Regions from separate parts of the Zea mays genome. Here region 1 is linked to region 2. Evidence: chromatin contacts called from public Hi-C data. All regions are on one chromosome and are shown on one strand. Each heading gives the region's core, a stretch centred on a gene start, on an enhancer-like site or on the middle of the called end of the contact. The rest is flanking DNA. Distances are from core to core; before and after follow the strand shown.

Region 1 (5,384 bases), core at 520-3,019, 210 kb before region 2:
CGCCCTTACTCATATTTAAATAACAATAATCTACAAGTTTAGCATCAAAATTTGAATCTGAACATATGAAGCATTCAACTTCAGCTAAATTCAAGAGATATATGAATCTCATTATGGCTATAACACAAGGATGGTCATCAATATAGAATCAAGTGCAGTGACACAAACCTAAGGAGATCAATTCCTGCAGAAAAATCTTAGACATAAACTTAGAGCCAAACTTATCGCCATGACATCATTTAATTGTGGACGTCAAACAGAATATTAGATTCAATATGCAGAGCAAGTGACAAACCAGATCTAAATCCTCTTTCTCAATTATTTCTATGTCAGAAATTTCCCCTTCATAACGTCGCCTAATATATGCCTCAACTTCCAACTCCATCTTGTCCTACAAAATTTAAAATATACCAAAATAGAACACCAAAACACAAATACTGCATGAGAAAAGGTTCAAGTTTCTCCATGATCGAATTTTATGATGGGAATATTAGAATAAAACCTCAAGCTCTAGCTCACCTTGGTCGCAGCATAAAAGTAAGGCCGAAACTTGTATTTCACTTTAAACGTAGACCCATCCTGCAAGAAACCATACGAAGTTAGACATAGAAGTTCAGACAGGCCTCATATTGTAATTGCAAAATTTACCTGTGATACAAAGTATAAGTCAACACAGCTGTAGATTTTTCCGGTGTCCTCGTCTTCCCATGATGACTGCAGGTGTTATAGGGGTTAAATTGTAATCTTACTTTTTTCCTTAAACAAAGCTCAGTCTTGATTTCATTTTACAATTAAGAAAATTTAAGGTAATGTCAGTTGATCAGATGACATGTATTTTTCTTTTTCCTCTTTTTAAGTACATGAATTCTCTCTTTTAACTTTTTATTAATATATTTACAATAAGGGTCAAATAATACTGTTTCACAAGACAAGAACCTTCAAGTCGCTCCTTAAAATATATTGTGAATCATCTACATTGAAACACTTTATTTACATTCAATGAAATTTCAACAATTTATGTAGCTCTATATATGAAACTAGAAGGACCAGTTTTTGTGGTATTTCAAGATGTTATATTAGTGAGTAGACACTAGTATGCACACAAGTTTTCACTAAGCTACATCAAAATTCACTGAGCGTTCCTACCTGCCAGCATACGGTGGTAGTCGCTTCAATGGCTAGAGCTATACTAACCAAACAGAAACTAAAATCTTTCTTGCTGATTTGCACATTTCTACTTGACTTTCGACCTCATTTCTAATGTATGCCAATTCAATCCAACGCGGATCACGGCATCGTGCAGGTCCGCCCCTAATTCCCGGGAGATCCACAGTTGAGACTCAACCCAAAACAACTGCAACGAAGAGACCAGAGAGGGCGAGATCGAACTCACCGGTGAAAAGGTGAGAAGCCATCCGAGGCGCCGCTCCCCATCAGTGTATGGCGCGAATCCTAGCCGGCTCTCGAGGAGCTCCTCCGCGCCCAGGCGCAGCCGCTGCTCCTTCGCCTTCGCCGACCCGCTCCGCCGCCAGTTCCCGCCGCCTCCGCCTCCGCCTCCCCGTCCGCCTCCTGTGGCAGCTGGACCCCGCCGCCCGCTCATGCTGGCAGGTGCGCTCCGTTGAGCGGGAATGGAAGACGCGCTGGCCCAGTGGCCGCTTGGATAGTTTGGACTGCCGTTGCACGCCGGGGAAGGGGAAGAGTGAACCCTAGATTTGGGTTTTGGCAAGGGGAGAAAGGCGCGCCAAAAGTTGAAGGCGGTTGGGGCTTTTCCCGCGCGCTTCAGTTCCGCTGTGGGCCGCTTTCTTTTCTCGTTTGCGTCCTACACGGGCCCCTGTATCTCTGTGGCCTGCTAGCCGGGGCCCGCTAGTGAGGATAATTGAGTCCGTCGATCTAACAGGTGAAATCTCACGTCTGTGGTGATGAATTGCAGTCCTATCAAAAAAAAAAGCATCCGCACTAGGTGTTGGGGTCTTCTTCTCCACCGAAGATACTCAAGACAAAGACATCATCGGTAAATTGATACTGAAGACTTTCTTTCTCTCTACCGAAGCTCCTCAAGACGAAGGTCTCGTCTAGAAGCAAACAATGGCAAGTGCCGAAGCTGCCACTAGCTTCGGCTTAGACCAAACAGATGAAAAAAAGACTAACTAGTCCCTAGTGGTTTATGTTATGATTATGAACAAATGTTAAAGGTTATAAATATATTTTTACCTGGGTTGCGTCACATGCCTATAAATTGGTGAACAATATCCTCGTACTGTTCACGCTGATTGGTAATCATTCTCGTATCAGCACCTTCAAGCAAGTCGAATGTATCAATGTAATGTAAATTTTGCTGATATTCGTGTGTATATTATAAAATATAAATGTGAATGAACCAATGAATTATATTTCTCATCTTTATGTATTCTTATTTGTTCACGAAATGATGAAGGCATGTCCTTCATGACCTTCGCCCGACGATCATTAAATCCAAGAGGAGGCAATGCTTCGGAAGACGAATGTCCTTAATGCTTAACGATTGTGTTGTCTTGTTCTTGATTCACAACATTTGAGAACAAGTGATTAACATTGGCGCCCACCTCTGGTGAACTCACTTCCACGACTGTGAGAATGGCTTCGCAAGGAACCCAAGTCGTGGCACCTTCAACTATGAAGCTGGTGCTCCCAATCACAGGTAGTTCAAGTTCTGAACCAGCTAATAAGAAGCAGAAAAAGGAGGCACAAAGAAGGGTACAACATGTTGGAGTGCATGGACCCTTCATCAAATCTAAGTGGTCTCATATACCAATCACCTTCTCCTAGGAAGACCTTTAGCTCAAGGACTATCTCCATAATGATGCAATGGCCATATCTTGTGTCATCAAGGGGTTTCTGGTGCACAACGTCCTTGTAGACACAAGCAGTGCAGCAGATATCATCTTTGCAAAAGCTTTCAGGCCGATGCAGCAGGAGGATGATAAGATACATGATGCAACACACCCCCTGTGTGGCTTTGGAGGAAGGCAGATAGTGGCGCTCGGGAAAATAACAATGCCAATCACCTTCGGTTATGTTCATAACACAAGGACAGAGCAAGTTGTTTTTGACATTGTTGATATGGAATAGCCCTGCAATGCAATCATTGGTCGAGGGACATTAAATGCCTTCGAAGCAATACTTCATACAACATATCTATGCATGAAGATATCATCTGACAAGGGTCCCATAGTTGTGCATGGAAGTCAAGAGGCTGCTAGAAGGGCCGAAGTGAACTGGACAGATTCAGAGGTCATCCATAACATAGATGAAGCCGAAGCTCATCAACAGTATAAGCATAAAAGAGATAAGGCCGCCTCAACAGATCAACCGAAGCCCATACTTCTATGTGAAGACATAACCGAGCAGAAAGTGTTGTTGGGGTCTCAATTGTCTGGTGAACAAGAAAAAACTTTGTTGAGGTTTCTGTTCAACAACAAGGATGTATTTGCTTGGTCAGCCAATGATCTTTGTGGTGTCAACAAAGACGTCATTGAGCACTCACTCAATGTAGATCCAGTTATCAGGCCAAGGAAGCAGAAGCTTCAGAAGATGTCCGATGACAAAGCCGAAGGTGCAAGAAACGAAGTCAACAGACTCCTGAGTGCCGGAGTAAGGGAGGTGACATATCTAGAGTGGCTAGCCAATACTATGATGGTGAAGAAGGCCAATGAAAAGTGTAGGATGTGCATTGATTTTACGGGTCTCAATAAAGCATGTCCGAAGGATGAGTTCCCTTTGCCAAGAATAGACTCCCTTATGGATGCAACATCTACTTTGGAGCTCATGATCCTATTAGATTGCGATTCAGGCTATCATCAAATCTGGATGAATAAGGAAGATAAGTCCAAGACAAGCTTCATAACCCCTAGTGGGACCTACTGCTACCTTCGGATGCTCTATGGGCTCAAGAATGCCGGAAGAAGCTTCAGCAGAATGACTGTCAAAGTCCTTAGCTCTCAGATTGGTAGGAATATTCTAACATATGTCGATGATATCATAGTGAAAAGTACCAAGCAAGAAAATCACATCGCCGATTTACAAGAAACATTTGCCAGAAAGGTCGGCCTCAAGCTCAACCCAGAGAAATGTGTCTTCGGAGTAAAGGGGAAATTTCTTGGGTGTCTTGTGTCAACAAAAGGAATTGAAGCTAACTGAAAGGGAATTAGGCTTATACCTAGTTCCTAATTGATTTTGGTGGTTGAATTGCCCAACACAAATAATTGGACTAACTAGTTTTGCTCCAGTGTATAAGTTATACAGGTGCCAAAGGTTCACACTTAGCCAATAAAAAGACCAAGAATTGGGTTCAACAAAAAGAGCAAGGGATAACCGAAGGCAGCCCTGGTCTGGCGCACCGGACTGTCCGGTGTGCCACCGGACTATGTCCGGTGCACCACCGGACAGTGTCCGGTGCACCAGGGGACTTCACGATGAACTCCTCACCTTCGAGAAAATCCAGAGGCGCTCCGCTATAATTCACCGGACTGTCCGGTGTACACCGGACAGTGTCCGGTGCTCCAAGGAAGAGCGTCTCAGAAACTCGCCAGCTTCGGGAATTCGCTCCGCTATAATTCACCGGACATGCCCGGTGTGCACTGGACTGTCCGGTGAGCCAGCGGAACAACGGCTACTTCGCGCCAACGGTCACCTGCAGAAGCATTAAATGCGCGCCAGAGCGCGCAGAAGTCAGGCACGCGCGAAGTGGCACACCGGACACTCTACAGTGCATGTCCGGTGCGCCACCGGACATCCAGGTGGGCCCAGAAGTCAGAGCTCCAACGGTCGGAACCCAACGGCCTGGTGACGTGGCTGGCGCACCGGACACTGTCCGGTGTGCACCGGTCTGTCCGGTGCACCATGCGACAGACAACCCCACCAAACGGCTAGTTTGGTGGTTGGGGCTATAAATACCCCCAACCACCCCACATTCAAGACATCCAAGTTTTCAACCTTCCAACCACCACTTACAAGAGCTAGGCATTCAATACAAGACACACCCAAGTGATCAAATCCTCTCCCAAATTCCACAAAAGCTTTAGTGTTAAGTGAGAGAGATTTGTTGTGTTCTTTTGAGCTCTTGCGCTTGGATCGCTTTCTTCTTTCTCATTCTTTCTTGTGATCAAACACTCACTTGTAACCAAGGCAAGAGACACCAATTGTGTGGTGGTCCTTGCGGGGAAGTTTTGTTCCAGGTTGATTTGAGAAGAGAAAGCTCACTCAGTCCGAGGGACCGTTTGAGAGAGGGAAAGGGTTGAAAGAGACCCGGTCTTTGTGACCACCTCAACGGGGTGTAGGCTTGCAAGAATCGAACCTCGGTAAACAAATTCGCGTGTCACACTTCTTATTCGCTTGAGATTTGTTTT
Region 2 (5,400 bases), core at 2,468-4,967:
AACTAGGCCAGACTGACACAAAACAAGACGAACCTGCTTTATGTTCAACCAACAACATATAGTTAGAAAAGGACACCAAGAATATGGATTTTTCCGACATCACTGGCAATGTTAACTGAGAAAGCTCCGTCTATTCCGGACAACAGACTACAGAGTACTAGCAGCAAGCTATTTCAAAACTAGCATATATAATACATCTTTGTACAGAAATAAAAGCCAAAGGTGAAAGGTGCAACACAAAATCCTACTAACCAGTAGCATACACAATATGAAAAGTCCACAAACCAGCCCAGAGTTTACTTTGTACCAGACAGAAAGTTCAACCTTAGAAATAGAAGAGAAAAGTTCTAAACTTCCTGAACCTCCAAAATCAGGGGATAACTCAATCCCCTCTTATTTTCGCGCTTAAGGTCACTTGGTTCTGGCTTTCTTACATCAGAGAACAGGCATTCGGGTTCTCGTCGCTGAAGAGCTGAGGAGGGTACTGGTAGGCATATCCGTATTCGCTCAGATGATTGGACCTCGGGTAGTGCATATACATGTTAGCAACGGCGCCAGGGTCTTTGTCTTTCCCTTCATCACCAGCATTGCCATCATCCTTCTGATTATCCGCTTCTTTCTTGTCTTCATCTTTCTTTTCCTCCTTGCCATCATCCTTCTTCTCCTCCCCACCTTCGGCTGCCTTCTTGTCATCCTTGGCATTTCCATCATCAACATTCTCAGCTGCAACCGGCTCAGACTTGACGATAGCAGCGTGCTTGCCAGTGCGCCTATACACATAATCAGACAGCTTGGCCTCCTCGAACACACCCTTCACAGTGACTTGAGAAGCCTTGAGGTCTGCCTCTACAGATTGCACGCCTGCAAGGCCACATTACAAATTAATTACTGAATTCTTGATATGTCTGCCTTGATTTGACATTCGCTAACTGAAGTAATAGTTAATTGACAATATACAGCATAATTTGCACTGTTCTCATTTAAAGATATTTTTTGTTAAAAAAGTAAAGCTAGTGAACTTAATCTAAATTTATTTGTAGTTTTTGTGACATGTTAACTACATGTTCAGTGCACCTCTCAGTCGAATACAAGGAGACAAGAGTACAAGACCAAGCATATCTTGTACCAAGCAGAAATTGAAACAGCGTAATAGTTATCAAGTTCCACAGACAGACTGAATCTTGACTGGTGTAATCATTGAAGTTTGATGTACCTTGCTAAAAATATAAAACATCATCCATCACAAGAAGACTTTAGTGAACTAATGGAAAGCTATGTTATGATGTGAACTGTCCGCCTCTCTCTCCATCAGTGTAAGCTTTTCGATTGAACTGATTGATGCATTGCATGCAACTTAATATGGTATCAGAGGCAAAGGTTGAACTGATTGATGCATGCAGCTTAATATGGTATCAGAGGCAAAGGTTACGAGTTCGAATTCTGGTTAGCACAATTAAATAAACATGCTCACTCATATTCAATGTCTAGGGCTCAGAGGCTCGATATGATGCGGAGTGTTAAAATACAAGTGAATTGTCCACCTCACTTCATCAGCTTATTTTTTTTGGTTGAACCCTGAGAGAGGCTCGACGAGATGCGGAGTGTTAAAATACAAGTGAATTGTCCACCTCACTTCATCAGCTTATTTTTTTAGTTGAACTGGTTGGTGCATGCAACATAATAGCAACAAATTTATACCTTTCATCTTGAGGATTCTCTTCTTGATCACTTGTGTGCAAGCCTCACAATGCATATGCACCTTGAGCACCACAGCGAGCACCGTTGCCTTTAGTACAAAACAAAACATCAATGTCTCAGTCCCATATCATAGAAACAATAGCAGTACACAATGCCCATAAAATTGATGCGGCAAATATTTGGAAGTAAAAATGGCAATGCAGTGTGTTCAAGAATCTAGGTAAGGATAATTCACCTCCTCTTTCTTCTCGGTTTTTGGTGGCTCAGGTTCTTCCTTTTTCTCCTCTTCCTTCTTCTCTTCTTTCGGTGGTGGCATTGGTGAGAGAAGCTCTACCTTGCGGCCTGTCTTCTTCTGCACCCGTTCCACCACCTTCATTGGGTCAGCAGCTGCCTTTTTCCCCTTAACGACCACCTTGTGTGCCTTCGTATCTGCAATAACATCTTCAACACCTGCACATCACAAAACCAGTATTCAGACTCTAGAAGCTCAATTAAACGACTCACACATTTGCACAAAAATAATTGCATAAAGAGGCAGCATACAAATTTCAGATAAATTCGTGGAACTTCAGTTCCGAGTTGAGGATACAATAATTAGTTAAACTTATGGCATACCCAGAATGGCAGAATCTTTACCATAATCCAATTACCAACATCAGATGACAGACAGAAGGGTTACATCTTTTTTAAGGCAACCTGGAAACTTTTTGAACATATGCCCAGAGAGGCATATACTAAACTGGAGTCGTCTGCATTATGAGATACTTGATTGGGCGTTAAGGTTGCTGGGATCTAAATTGTTTCACCACTAACACAGGATAACGTGCGACTCAGAGTGGTCTCCTCGAAGCAAGTATTTGCACACCTAACGTTTTCAAATGTAACTAAAACACCCACATGGTTTCGCATAAAAATTGCTATCCAGAGTCAATATCATAGAAGTCATCTGGAAACAAGTGGCGCCGCCATGTACTGTATGTACTATGATGATGCACAAGTACAAAGAGAAAATGACCAGTAGATTAAAAAAAGGAGAAAATTTTCAAACTCGCACCTTACGAAAGAGACGCCTTTAAACGTTCCCTTAAAGCGATGCAGTACACAAATAACTTGGTTACATTTCAAATGACTACAAAAACTACAAAAGTTTGCCCTTTTTCCAGAAGTACCGTAGAAACTCACTCCATGATTCAGATAGAGGAACCTGATTTCAAATAAAACATGGGAAAACAGAAAAAAACAAAAAAAAATGCAGATTTCAACATGATTTTTGTAACCATGGAAGAAGAGCAGAGCTAACAGTGCCAATATGCGAGGTCCTGTTAGGAAATCGGAGAGAAAAAAATAACAACTAATAGTATGCCAACTATCAAGAACACATCCTGTTAAAAAACAAAACAGTATACAAGAACACAACGGCACAAAGTACATCAGAAAAGAGAAGAGGTAATCTATTACCATCAAATCCCTTGAGAATCTTCTTGACCTTGCGCGCACAACCCTCGCAGTGCATGAAGACCCGCATGACCACCTCCTCCGGCGGCGGCGGTGGAAGAGACGGGGCCTCGTTCTTCTTCTCCTCCCCTCCTCCCCCCTCGCCCTTCTTCTCCTCCGCCTCCTTTACTTTGTCGGCCGGGGGCGCCGCCTCCTTCGCCTTCTCCTCCTGCACCAACACAGACAAAACAAAGCACATCAAGATCTTCCCGCACCTCTCCCAGTGTCAGAGGCTCAGAGCATCGCCGCCAAGAAGCAGCAGGCATTACCTCGCCCATGGTTCGCCCTCCTCTGCTGCACTCTCAAAGCCCTAGTGCTCAGTTTCAGTCAGTCACGCCTCTGCCGAATGGCGAGTGAGTGAGCGGTGGTTCTTGCTTCCGTTGGGAGTGAGCTGTAGGTAACTTTTGGCTGGCTGTAACTCACTGACGCTACTTGTAAGTTGTAACGCACCGCGCGCCGCAAGGGGCCAGAGGCCAGCGCCTAGCGGGGACGACGGTGCGGCGGGTTAGTGGGTCAGGCCGCCGGTCCGCACTGAAAATGCGTTGCAATTAAGAGCATCTTCAACAGTTTCTTAAAGGGAGAAATATCCTATGCAATCACTTATCCTGATGCAAACATTCAATCAAGCGATCTGGTGCATCCGATCTAGATCTAATGATGACTGTTATTTTATATTTAATCCCTTCCACCTAAAACATAATACCTATTTTATTTTTAACTCCTTCCATATGAAACCGTTGGATCTAGATTAGATGCTCTGGATAGTTTGATTTCACGCTTGCACCAAAATGAGTGATTGCACAGGATATGTCCTCTTCTTAAAGTATTCTAAATATAGTTTTTTGAAAAAACATAAAAATATGTTTCCAACATTTTTTCTAAAGCGTTCGCAATTTTTTTATAGCCCTTAAAACTTCCCCATTTATAGCTACAAATGAGGAGTTTTTTAGGCTCCCTAGAAACAATCTGCCGCTTTAAGGGTGCGGTTGGTTGATGAGTGGGAAAGAATAGAGTGGCTCCATTCTAATTTTCTGGTTGTTTGGTTTCCAACAAAATAAGAGTGTAGTGGCTCCTGGACCTCTTATGAAAATTTACTATAAGTAGTTGAAACGCTACCGCTCCACAAAAACAACCGGATGCGAGCGTTCTCCTGGACGTGATCGCTCTCCCTCCCATCCTCCCCTCTATACTCATATGGCTCTCGAACCAAACAAATAATCGAACGGCTCCGCTCTATTCTACTCTTCAACCAAACAATAAATGGAACGACTCTGTTATTCTTGCCAAACGCAGAATAGAATGACTTTATTCTCAAATACTAGAATGGAGCCACTCTATTATATTTGACTCTCCAACCAAACGCACCCTAAGGCATCCGTTGGAGTAAGGATTAAAATCTACCCCCACTAATTATTTAGATGTCCCTTAAAACTGATTTTGAGGAGTTATTTTCTGGAGAGCTCTTGGAGATGCTCTAATCACACCTGTCGTAGACTCTTCTCTAAAAATAGCAATGAGTACCCGAAACTCATATACTCGACACGTTTTACCTAATATAAAAGTGGGTATGGTACAAGTATAGATATATACTACCCATACCCGAATATCCATGTGTAATTTATACTCACCTCAGCTATATATATAATAATCTACTAAATTCTGTACATATAAATATATATTAGCTAAAAACATGATCACCTTGCATGTTTCTATATTACTTAATTATTTATCTTCTTTTGGAGATGCTCTAATCAGGCTTGTCGTAGGCTCTTCTCTAGAAATGGCAATGAGTACCCGAAACTCATATACTCGACACGTTTCTCAATTATTTCTCTTCTTTTATTTACTTACATTTTATTATTTATAATTTCAAATACACCATATATTCATTAGATTTATGCTATTTAATATGTGTTTAGCGGGTATCTAATAGGGTATGGGTTACCCGATGGGTTTTTTCATCGATGCGGGTACGAGTATGTCGGTGTTTATGACCCGACTGTGCACCATGGGATTCCCTACGCGATGCTTTTGAGCAGGACGGTGTCGTTGATTGCAACTCGATGGTACGTGCCGGAGCACGTCAGATTGCACAAGGATTTATACAGGTTTGGGTCGATAGAATGCGTAACAACCTACTTTTTGTTGAGACTATATATTGGAATTGCACTAGGGTACACGGATTACAAATGAGCTAAGGGTGGTGGA

What was found. A called contact is a pair of places that touch in the nucleus more often than the background predicts.
Region 1: a contact with region 2 is called in a Hi-C map of tassel, with 2.3 times the contacts expected there. The contact joins the promoter of LOC103627197 here to the promoter of LOC100304361 in region 2. A contact is called at or near these places in 2 of 25 Hi-C or Micro-C datasets (ear and tassel).

Annotation. Positions count from the first base shown.
Region 1 is chr5:167,626,502-167,631,885 of Zm-B73-REFERENCE-NAM-5.0, reverse strand. It overlaps LOC103627197 (DNA polymerase epsilon catalytic subunit A), which reads right to left and starts at 1,769. Exons shown (of 49, transcript XM_008647495.3): 1 at 1,394-1,769; 2 at 649-714; 3 at 520-579; 4 at 296-391. The coding sequence starts at 1,600.
Region 2 is chr5:167,422,779-167,428,178 of Zm-B73-REFERENCE-NAM-5.0, reverse strand. LOC100304361 (farnesylated protein 3) reads right to left here and starts at 3,717. Exons shown (of 5, transcript NM_001165799.1): 1 at 3,462-3,717; 2 at 3,157-3,361; 3 at 1,934-2,148; 4 at 1,699-1,786; 5 at 118-861. The coding sequence starts at 3,470. The coding sequence ends at 431.